Linked DNA regions of Anser cygnoides: region 2 is linked to region 1. Evidence: chromatin contacts called from public Hi-C data. All regions are on one chromosome and are shown on one strand. Each heading gives the region's core, a stretch centred on a gene start, on an enhancer-like site or on the middle of the called end of the contact. The rest is flanking DNA. Distances are from core to core; before and after follow the strand shown. Region 1 has its middle 69 kb from the start of BCAS1. Region 2 holds the start of ZNF217 (zinc finger protein 217).

What was found. Hi-C and Micro-C count contacts between places; a contact is called where the count stands out from the background.
Region 2: a contact with region 1 is called in a Hi-C map of liver, with 1.5 times the contacts expected there. The contact joins the promoter of ZNF217 here to the enhancer-like site in region 1. A contact is called at or near these places in 3 of 7 Hi-C or Micro-C datasets (fetal liver, granulosa cells and liver).

The regions. Positions count from the first base shown.
Region 1 is chr16:7,201,981-7,207,697 of Taihu_goose_T2T_genome, reverse strand. No RefSeq gene overlaps it. Among named protein-coding and RNA genes, the nearest start is that of BCAS1, 69 kb to the right of the region's middle. Within about 2 kb of position 2,222, at least 2 of the 3 cell types and tissues checked have open chromatin away from gene starts, as enhancers often do. A contact at or near this core is called in liver, where this site is marked.
Region 2 is chr16:7,289,168-7,294,884 of Taihu_goose_T2T_genome, reverse strand. ZNF217 (zinc finger protein 217) reads right to left here and starts at 2,130. Exons shown (of 6, transcript XM_048072562.2): 1 at 1,895-2,130.

The sequences.
Region 1 (5,717 bases), core at 973-3,472:
CTGAGTGTTGCAAACCGTCTTCTTGTGCTCAGCTGATGCAGCGCTGGCAGCACAGCGAGTGAACGAGGAAGAGCGTGTAGCTGCTGCTTTCTCACCCACCTACCTATTGTTACAGCTGCTGAGCAAATGAACAACGGCTCTGAAGTTGTTTGCAAACACCGCTACTAAACAGGCAGTTATGTTTCTACAGGTCATTGTCAAAAACTCGGTGTTCTACCCTGTAATGAGGAACAAGGAATGAGGAACTTTTCCAGTTTTAGTTTTCAGAAGTGCTGTTACTGAGCTGCATTCATATGAGGCCAAGCAGCCTTTGCTTTAATAGTTCCCAGAACAGAAATTCAGGCCCGAATACAAATCTGGTATCAGCAGGCTCAATTCCATTCAAAAGTGAATGCTGTCTCCAGATCTAATTCAAGGATAACTTGCTTTTGTTATAAATATTTATATACTATTATTAATCCCAGTGGGAGAACTTTGGGCATGCATTATCAGTTATTTATGTACTCCCTGCCCCAAGAAAACTGAGCCTTTTACTCTCTCGGGTGAGATGAAGGAAGTTACTCAGAAGTAAAGCCAGTCAGAAATTTTCTGACAAAACAAAGTTTTGTTGGATAATCACAATTTGCCAAGCCTGAAACACGTTACTGAACACATTGTGGGGGTTGAGGAAGGGCCACTAGCCCAGCCCAGGCTGTCCCCAAAGCACTGAGCCCGGCCGGGGCAGCTGCTGAGGACTTTCCCCTTCACCTCTGGTCTTGTCAATGGCACTGAGGGGCTGCAGAGCCTGGGGGTCCCAGTTTGTGGAGAATGTCGAAAACCCATGGTCCCAGGACTAACAACATGTTCAAAGCAAGCAAGGAAACAAAACAAAACAAAAGTAATGAAATTTCTGCAAACTGGAAATCCTGCTTTTCAAGCCAGCTGTATTCAAGAGCAATAATAAATACATAAATAAATAAATAAGATTCCTCTATCTGAAAGCAAGATTTAACTGATGAGAATCTATCAGGAAAGATTGTCCAGTCAGCAGCCCGGTCAATGCTATATATCCTTTGTCCGTGTTACGCATACATCTACAGCTGGGAAGGCATATGATTCAAGCATGTAACGTACACTTTGCTTATCTCTGCTTATCTACAGCCTGAGCAGTGCAACTGTGATCAAACAGGAGTCTCACTGAGCAGTAGTCTTTCTTTGCGTGCATGCACGTGTGTGCGTGCACATGTGTGTGCATGAAGGCACAGTGCGATCATCACAGAAACGCAGAGCTGGCGCACAGTGAGAGCTGCCAGAAGCGTTTCATGTTGAGAGACAAAAGCTGATGCGTTTCCTATGAAAATGTTCTTGGTTCTGCAGTTATTTCAGCCAAGGTGTGCCTTTCTGTACGCATCTGGAATGATATGTAATTGCTTTTCTGATTGAGTTTCACGTTTTAGTAACAGGTGGTTGGACTAATCCTCAGAAAATGGCATGCAACACAAAAAGCTTAACTCGTTTTGAATACGGCTGTTACCGTACTGAATCAGCACACACCCAGCTTAAAGGTTATGAAACCTCTTGAGTGAAACTATCCAAGTTACTTACCTCTCCCCGATAAATGAGCAGTGAGGATGTTGCACAAATATTCTCATCTGTGTTTTATCCTAAACCTTTAGGCCACACCTTCAATTGAAATAAATCGGAGTAACTAAACTGATAGCAGCAGGACAAGGCATATGCTTAAAATTAAAGCAAGTGGCTTGCTAAATTCAGAGTTTTCATTATCTCACCGAATTTAGCCCTCATTCCAAAGATTTGTTAAAAAGTGTACAGTTCCCCTTTAAATTCCTTTCCTTACTCCACTTTCAAGTTTTCTTTACTTTTTAATTCCTTTCTTCTTCCTACTTCTACCACTCCTCTGCTTCCTCCCTCTGCTGGGGGAGGGGAGAGGGAAGAATAAGTGCTTTGTTGTCCCTCCCCTCCCCCTGCCCGCAAAGTTGGCTTCTCCTCCTACCCCCTGGAAAATTGCATTTCCCCAACCATTCGAAAAAAATATTGCAATTTTTATTTGACAATGAAATGTTTGAAAAAGTGGGAAGGAAAAAGAAAAAAGAAAAGTCTTTGTGGACAGAAAAAATGCATCACTTTTTTTTTTTTTTTTGGCCACGTGATGTATAACACTGCAGAATGGGACTGTGCATCACGGTGTCTACATTCGTGATCAGATCACTCCCACCAGTGAGAGCCGAGCAAAGTGAACTAATTGAAAAGTGAGAGAAGCCACTCCCTCCAGCTACTGCAGCCCTATCTGCCCCAGTCACTCGTTTTCAGGCCTTTTGGGTTTTACTTCCCTATTCTGTTTTCTGCAGGAATTTCCTATCCCAGCTATTTCAGTCCCTTCCCTCATCCTTCCACTTTATACCGTGGTCAGCTGTTAAACAATTCCCATCGATAGCAAGCACCATTGCTACACCGAGCACTTAACGTTCCGGACACAGAGGAAATAAATGCAGGGCAGCCTGCACCAGCCCCTCTGTGCACTCGAACTTCATCCTAATATCACTTTAAAATCAAGCAGTCTCTTCTGTATTATCTGCTTATCCATCTTTCAGCCTTAACTTCACTCCAAAAGCCAATTGTCGGAAAGGGGCAGTTTATTGTCACGCATAAGGTCAACTGCATAATGAATAATTTCACATAGTCATAAATGTGCTAAATTAAATCACCACTGAAGACCTTGGAAAAAACAATATAAGTCATGAACTAATTTTAAAATCATACAAATCTAATCACTGCAAGGAGGTCTGCACTGAGGAAGGGGAACATAAATTTGCACAAGTGTTATAATCTTGAACCAAAGCTCCATATCTAAAAACAACTCTTAATCCTTTCAGTGAAAAAAAATTATGTTGACCAGTATATTTTAATATTTCTGTAAAAACTTTTGATTCAAAAAAAATCCTCCCTCCCCCACATGTCTATCTGTTTATAGACAGATATCCTATTTATCCTATTGATAACGGAAGGAATAACTAAGTAGCCAGGCTTCTGGGTAAACTGACTATAAAAAAAAAAAAAGGAAAAAAGGTTGAACGCATGCAATATAGTAAAATCATGACTAAGGTAGGATATGATAACTGCCTAAAATATTTGATGTGTGTAAATACGAGGGACTGGCATGAAATAGTGTGGGCTGGAATGAAGTCAGACTGAATAGCAACACCGTCGCCTAGACTATGGAATATTTTGCTCACAGGAGTGGTGTTTGAATCACTTAAAGCTAGACTGGACAAGGAACTGGAGAACATGCTACATGGCTAGAGACACAGCTACATCAAAGGGTGATTTTCAGTCTGTGAGTCACCGTGACAGCTGTGCCCCGCTGGGAAAATGCAGATCACAAAGCCCAGGATGAAACACACGGGGGCCAGAGACAAAGCTTCCTCTGTCGAGGGGAGCTGGCGACGCAGTGGTCTCAACGCAGAGAGCAGGCGAACCCAGAGTCTGAGCATCTTTAGGACACGCTGCAAAACCGTCTGCCTCGGAAAGTCTCTCCACTAGGAGACAAGCACAATATTGATAGTCTCTACTACTCTGAAAGTGGAACCAACCAACTGAAACAAAGAAAAAAAAGCACGCTATCAGCCCAAGTTCCATGTAAACAAAGATCATACTCCAGAAGCAGTATGATCCTGAGACAGGGGGGACCAGTGCTCTATGAGGTCTGCTACAGGCTCTCCTTCTGTGCAGTGGTGCCCACACACTGCTCCTAAGGATGCTTTTTATCCTCTTTTTAAGGATAAAACTCCTTAATCCAAGAGAAGAGTTCTCTCAGCAAAATTTTAAAAATACATCGCTTATAGGAACTGATTTTCTCATATAAATAATCTCCAGTCCAAAGCACAGAAGAATCATGAAATGACAGGGAAGTAAGAGAACCAGTTGCCCAAGCTTCTTCCTTTTTTTTTTTTTAAAAAAAATTAAAACTCATGATTAAAAAAAAAGAAAAAAAGCACTAAAAACCTCCCAGTATAAACTGGGAGTTTATACTCCCAACCAGTTATTCCAGTTATTTCCAATCAGTTCGTTGAAGGAAGATAAACAGAGTTATATACTGATCTATACTCAGAGTCTACTCCTTTTTCACAAAATTTAAGTATTATTATATATATGTTTTATAAACCCAGCCTAGTCAGCAAAATATCCTTGAAAGTCTCCTGAGGATTTGCAGTGGTTTTATACTTCAGGTAACTTTCTCTTTGTTTAAATGACAGCAGCTGGTATAGATGGGCTCCACAAAGCTAGTAGCTGTAACAGCAGAAATCCCCTTTCTTTACCCAAAATAACTGCAGCTGGAAATTACCAATGACCAATTTAAGAACTATGATATTCACTTTCATCAGAAAGTAAATGGGAATTTGGAAAGAGACAGTGGTCATTCTTACTGTCTTATGGGAACAGTAACTCCCAGCTTGCCTCCAATAAAAAACACTCTGGTGTAACAATAATGAACATATCCATCTAAGATACAGGATTTCATGTGCAAATAGTTGTTCTTATATACTTACTTTACACAATTTTAAATGTTAGTATTCTGTTCTAACCTAATTATAACAGAATTCATTTAGCTCCTCCTTACCTAACCCAAATATACCTAAAATCAGAAAATAAAATTACATTTCTGCAGAAAGTTTGACTTCAGTTTGGGCTGAGAGATACTGGATTACTGGATGTATTCCAAATGAAAAAAAAAAGTCACATTTTTAGAATTGAAAATCGTATATTTTTCTTTTTAGAATAGATAGCACTGTAGTCTAAGCCATAATATAGACAGTTAAATAAATACCATGTTTTTCTCCTAAAGATTAGCTGAAATGTAACCTTGTCGAACCTTTCCATTTTTTCCCCTGATTTTCTGGTTACGCTGATGTGATCTCATAAACCACTTTAACTCCAAGAGTCTTGCATATAACCAGCTGTTGATTTCCTGCGGGTGAATTGTCCACACTGCAGATTAAACCGGGCTCTGCCATCTCCAGCGTCACCCCTTGCTGCAGAGTAAGAGGCACACACCACGTGCTGCTCTGCCTGGCTTCATCTACTGTTGGATTACTTACAGGTTTTGAAAAAGGGGAATGTAATGTATATTGTTCTTATATCCTGACTCCTACTGTATAGGATGGGTTTTGCTTTATATACATTTCTCCCTCCCGCCTCTTCAGTCCCCTTAATTACCAAAAGTAACTGAACGACATTCAGCAAGTCTGATGCTGTCTGAGTTTGCTGACAGACACTGCTTGTGCATTCACTTTTTTCCCTCAAGTATTTTCTTAATAAAAGTACCTCCAAAAATGTCTTTCATTAAGAGGCACACAATTAGCCTAGTGACCTTTGTTTTCTGTGTTATCTTATCTTGTGGTGTTTCATTTTCAATTAAACCAACGTTAAACATTGTGGCTGAGATTATTAAAAGGCATGTTATTTAGATTGCAGGAAACAAATGCAGGATGGTACTAAAGACAGTACAAATGAGTGATGATTGAAGAATACTTTTTTATTTATTATATTTTTGCTCGATTACTTATAGACAATAATGCTGGAACAATATCAGCATACCCACTGCAACTGAAAGACACTATCTTGTGTGGTGCAGGTCTGCAGTGTTTCTGTGGCATTTGCCACATAGTTTCATCTCTAATTTAAACACGCCAGTGTGTGCATCACTTGTGCATGTAGTT
Region 2 (5,717 bases), core at 881-3,380, 87 kb before region 1:
CTCCACCCTTTCCCCCCTGCCCTCCCCCTCTGCCAAAGAATGCAGCTTATCCTCCTGATGTAAAACCGTCCTTCTGTGTTATCCCAGGAAACGCTTGAACATTGGGGTGGACATCCCGAATTAAAGTCTCAGCCGTGTTCCCAAACCTACAGGCAGTGGGAGCTCCTAGGAGCAATAAAACATGGCGTGAAAGCGCTCGCAAGCCATTGTCATAGCTCGGTGCTCCGATACCTTTGCAGAGGCAGAGCCAGCCCCCCCCAAGCAAGGAGCATGTAAGCCCTGGTCAGCAAGTCAATGCCTGCTATTCAACTTGTAGTTAGGCGTTTTATTTCGGTGTCTTCCAGATCGTATCAGTCCTGCAGCTCAGGGCCTAATAAAATGTGAAGAATGATATGCTCGCTCTCTCGTTGCATCTGAAACTGCGTTATTTCCCTCTCTTCTTTTTCACACATTCTTACAAAAACTTCCCTTTTCACATACTTCTATAAGAAAACATTTCACTGCACCTACTTCAGTTCCTATTTCTATTTTCGATTTTCACTAGATGCTTCTGCTACTGCCTTCCCCTCAAAGCCACTGGGTAGAAACTGATGGAGTTTTAAAGCTCTCAAGGTCATTTCAGAAAGAGGAAAAAAAAAAAAGTGTTGTTGCCTTAAAAAAAAAAAAAAAACCTTTAAGCACACAAAAACCCTAAACTAAACCCCTTTCAGATCCAAACGCCTTTCATCAGCAGATCAATAACACAGCATAAAGATTGTTGTTCACCGCCACTTCAAAACTATTACACTTCAATTCAGATACTTACTGGGAGTCACACAGCACGTTTATGGGATGGCTCATTAGAGTACACACACAGCTCACTCTGGCTGCAGGTTTTCTGTGTGGGAAACAAACAAACACCCCCCCCCTCCACCCCCAGGAACAGAAAGTCCGGCGGGTATCACGGAGCAGGAGTGAAATTCAATCTCTAGATATTCTAGAATTTTATTGTCCTCGCTTGGCAACGTCTTTGTTGCCTAAGAAGTCAGTTGGGGCTTATTTATTTATTTTCTAAACTTCCTATTCCTCTTCAAAAAAAAAAAAAAAAAAGAGAAGAAACACGATGCCTGAGAAATTAGGAGGGTTTAGCCTTTAGGAGAGGAAAACGAAAAAAAAATAAAAATGGCAAAACGGATCGATAAACTTTTCATTAACCCCCCCATCCCCGGCCCCACGAGCCACTTACTCCAAATCCTTCCTCCAGGACCATCTCGGGCTCACAAAGAAGCGGGTGCCCCCTGCTCCCCCCGAGCCCAGAGGAGCCCCCAGAGCCCAGCCTCGGCGCTGGGAGAGCCCCGGGGAGGCAGGAAGGGAAGGGGCAGGGGCCGCAGCGGGACCTGGGGACACCTCCTGGCCGCGGGGGGCGCAGGGGGGAGGCGACCCCGGGGCGGGCGAAGGAGGGAGCCGGGCACGGCGGGGAGGCACCGGAGGGAGGCTGGGAGGGAAGGAGGGAGGCTGGGAGGGAGGCAGGGAGGCTGGGAAGGGCTGCGCTCGCCCCCCACCGCCCCCAGGGAGGGGCTCGTTACCTGCTGCTGCTCCGCCGCCTCTCACCTGCCCCCCCCCCCTCACCTGCCCTTCCTCCTCAGCCTCCCCCCTCCACACACACACACACCCTCCAAGCTCCGGGACAGCCGCGAGGGGGCCCCCCCAGCCCCTCACAAAGCGGGGACCCCCCTGCGGGGGTGCTGCCCCTCACCACCGCCTCCCTCCATCACGCGGGGACCAGCTCCGCGGGGAAGGGGCTGCGGCTCCCCTCCCGTGAGCGGATGAGTAGGGGGGGACACGAGGGGATGGGGGGGGGGGGGTCCGGAGGGGAGCCCCCCTTCACTGCAGCCGACCCTCAGCCCTCCCTCACCTGCGCCTGAGCCGCCTCCCCGGCCGGCATCCTGAGGTGGGGGCAAGGAGGGACGGAGGGGAGCGGGGGCGGCCGCCCGCGGTGTCGCCGGAGCCCGGACTCGGCGGCGGCGCTGGCGTTCGGGGCACTGTTTGTAAACCGCTCCCGCCGCAGCTGTTGCTCGGGCAGCCCCCGGCCGCCCGCTCCGCCCTCACGGCAGGCCCTGCCCCTCGCCTCCCTTCCCCTCCTTTCTCTTCTTCCCTTCCCCGCCTTCCCCCGGCCCGGGGCCGGCCGTGAGGAGCGGGGAGGCCCGGCAGTGCCCCCCCCCCCCCCCCCCCCGCGGCTCCCTTGAGGAGCCGTTGGGCCCCGGAGCGCCGCCGGTGGCTGCCCCTGGTGTGGGGCCGAGCCGGCCTTTGTGGGGCACGGGGCCGGGGCCGCAATTCCGCCCCCGGGGCCCCATCGGCCGCCTCTTTGTAAATGTAAATACGGCCATACGCCTCGGAAGGGGCCGCCATCAGTGGGCTTTTGTGGGCCCCGGTGGGGCGAAACGGCTTGGGCCGGCTCGTGGTGGCACGCCGCTGGAGCCCCGGTGGCCTCCGACTACTGCGGAGTAGTTTGCTTAATAAACATATACATAAAGACTACAGTAAAGTGAATAATAAATAAAGAGTACAGTAAAGTGAATAATAAACGCGACCAGCACGTGGAGGTACTGGCCATGAGGGGAAAACCAGAAAAAGATAGCAGTTTGTGTCAGCTCTCCTCATAGATTGGCGAGCACTTGCAGCCTAAAATCAGGGAAAAAGTGTAGGTTTAAAAACAGACAAACAAACAACAACAAATTAATTCATATATTCTATGTATCTATGGTCATAAGCACTCAGCTGTTGAGTCTGGCATAGTGTTACTTCTCTAAAGGTATGGGCACTAAAGTGGAATTAAACGCAGCAGAGAAACAATTATAAGAGTTAAAAAATCTTCACTGTAAGAAGATTCACTATAATAGTTCAGTATTCATTGTAAAAGTTTTTAGGTATTCCAGCTGGAACCACTGAGCTTCTTAGGAGTTAAATTAAACATGTAATACTGTTAGCAAAGTGCTTAATCTCTGCTAGACCTGAGGTTAGCACCTTCTACAAGTAAATGGGATAAGAAAGAGGCGAGGTTTCCATGTGGCCTCTCCTCCTGTTTTTCTCCCAAAGACACACTGAGACCTGTTAAAGTCAGGTTAGTTCACATCAGTAGGCTGAGATCACACCCAGGAGCTTATTTGCTTCCACATAAAATCATCCTGACTGAATGGAGGACATTTCTAAAATTATACTAAACTAAAATTTTATGTTTGTTTTGTTTTTACATTAAAAACAAACAAACAAACAAAGCTTTTTTCAAACTGTTCTCCCAGACTGAAAAGAACAACAGTGCTCAGGCTGAAATTTAGGTCACTTATATGGCAAATAAAGATTAATCAAAAACATTACAAAATGTGGCAATATTACTTACAACACACTTCTGGAAGATGAATTATCTTTATTGACAAATGTGAATCTTACATCACACTAACTTGAAGCGGAATTCTTTTAATGAAAAGAAGACCACAACACATGAGGCCAAACTTTTAAAATTTCAATATCTAAGACCTTCAACTAGTCATAAAGGGAGGTGGCACACCCTTACTAGTTTCCTGAAGGTTAAAATACCTCTGGATCAGCTGTGTGAACCGAGACCATGGGGGGTGGCCTCAGTCTGCTTCTTTACAGGTTAGGTTATAAGTTTTTAGGTCTTGGTCCTCCTGATGATTGATACAGGAAGAAACCAATACAGTGCTTGTTGCACAATGAGCATTTTTAGTTGTTTTTTTTTTTTTTTAAGTGTGATTTTTACAGTATCATGTATCCGAGCGAAGTGTTTATGCATGCATGCAAAATATTCCACTGTATTGCAAGAGCTTCACATTTCTTTGTAAGTTGCTGCACACTAATTTGTACTATGTGACCAAACCTGATCCCACAAACACTCCCAAGTTTAAGCATGGGAGTGGGTCCCTGCTCTTCAGTGGGACTTGCCACTTACATTTATTTTGGTATCGATTTCCTGCAAATGGCAGCATGGCAAAAAGAACAAAGTAGAATCTCCCTGGAAATGGGTGTGAGCTACCAGGTTTGCTACCACCAGTGCTCTCAATCACATGACCCTTGAAAATCATGACTGTTAAAAGTGTAGTCTGGCTACTGTCTTCCCATTTCAGCATTTTAAATGTCCTTATATTGAAGAATTAACTTGAGTGCCCGCAAACTTTAAACAAAGAAACAAACAAAAGAACCCTTGTGCTTTGCTCTTAACATCTTAACTCAGTCACCTAAAAGACTCACTGAGTCATATTTTACAATATTTCTTGCTCTCGTGACATATCAACACCCATTGCTTCTCCTCCCCTTTTGTTTTTCACCTCTTTTTAAGAGTCTACTTTTCCAGGTGAAATATATTGGCCTCCTTAAAATCAAGGGGCGCTCCACTGGAGCCAGGACTCTGGGTGATTGTAAACATGATTTAACAGAGAACACAGCAGCTGTATGGTTTTTATCCACTGAGATAGGATACCACTGTGGAAAACAGGGAAAAAAAAAACCTTTCATAAAAAAAAAAAAATATATATATATATATATAAGCTCATACCTTTAAATTTTCGTCTTTTTTTTTTCCTCAGAATGCATCATATAATATCACATTACATGACTGAAATGAAAACATCCAATTTATTTTTACAGATTAGCCACAGTGACCCCCATGATTTATGCTCATGGCACTGGAAATGTTTGATATGAGGCAAGGGGCAACTTGTAAAAATAAATCTTAGATTTTCTTCTCCCTCTGTTTGCCTTGGGTTGAGGACATTTGCTGCCTTTCTGGAGAAGCTTCAGCAATTGATGTATTATGCATGAAGTAAAAACTTCGACAACAAAAGCACAGGAAGGACTAACAGACCTGTGTTTACTGTACTGCACTATATGTTACTACACGATCTTGCAATATTAAACCTCACTCCAAACTAGACTTTGGAACCAGGCAGCAAGCCCAAAATTGTGATAATCTCCTCCATAAGGACAGAAAAAAATAAAATAACATTGCTGAAAGCTGAAATGTTTGGTTTCAGTCCCCAAACTCCTAATGTACATAAATTTGTGTTTAAGTTATTTTAAATTACATTATGTAAATTTACATTACGTAAAAAAAAAAATAATACTAATGTAGTAAAAGTCTTGTAAACTGGTTCAAGCCCTGCTCTTCTGCATGCTGCACATGGGAAAACACTGGCTGTCAGAGAGAGAACGAACACAGGGCTGCTCAAGCAACAGGAAGCCTTTAGCAAAGTTTAAGTCTTTCGAGGGCTAGCATGGATGTTCGTCTGAAATAACCGATCTGAGCAGCAAAGTGCCTAGGCTATACCTGGGAGCAGGGGATCAGCCAAGCTTCATGCTTTTGCATGGGGACACTCTCATTTTAGATTCACATGTAGGCAGCTATTAAATCTGGACTGCTGTGTGGGTAGGGCACAAATGGGATTTCGGGGATCTGGGCTCAGTCCCAAGTCTGCCACAGACTTCCTGTGTGATCTTGGGCAAGTCTTCTCACAAGGCACACAAAATTGGGCAGGTTTTTTTGTTGTTTTGTTTTGGTTTTATTTTTAAAATCCCTGGCTCTAGCAGTCGAGTCATATGAAATTCTCCTTATGCTGGCATGAATAGATAAATAAAGTAAATACACAATGTTTTAGCTTTTAAGGAGATAAGCTTGAAACCACAATCGCAGCATAACTTAATGGCTCAAAACTAGAGAACAAATT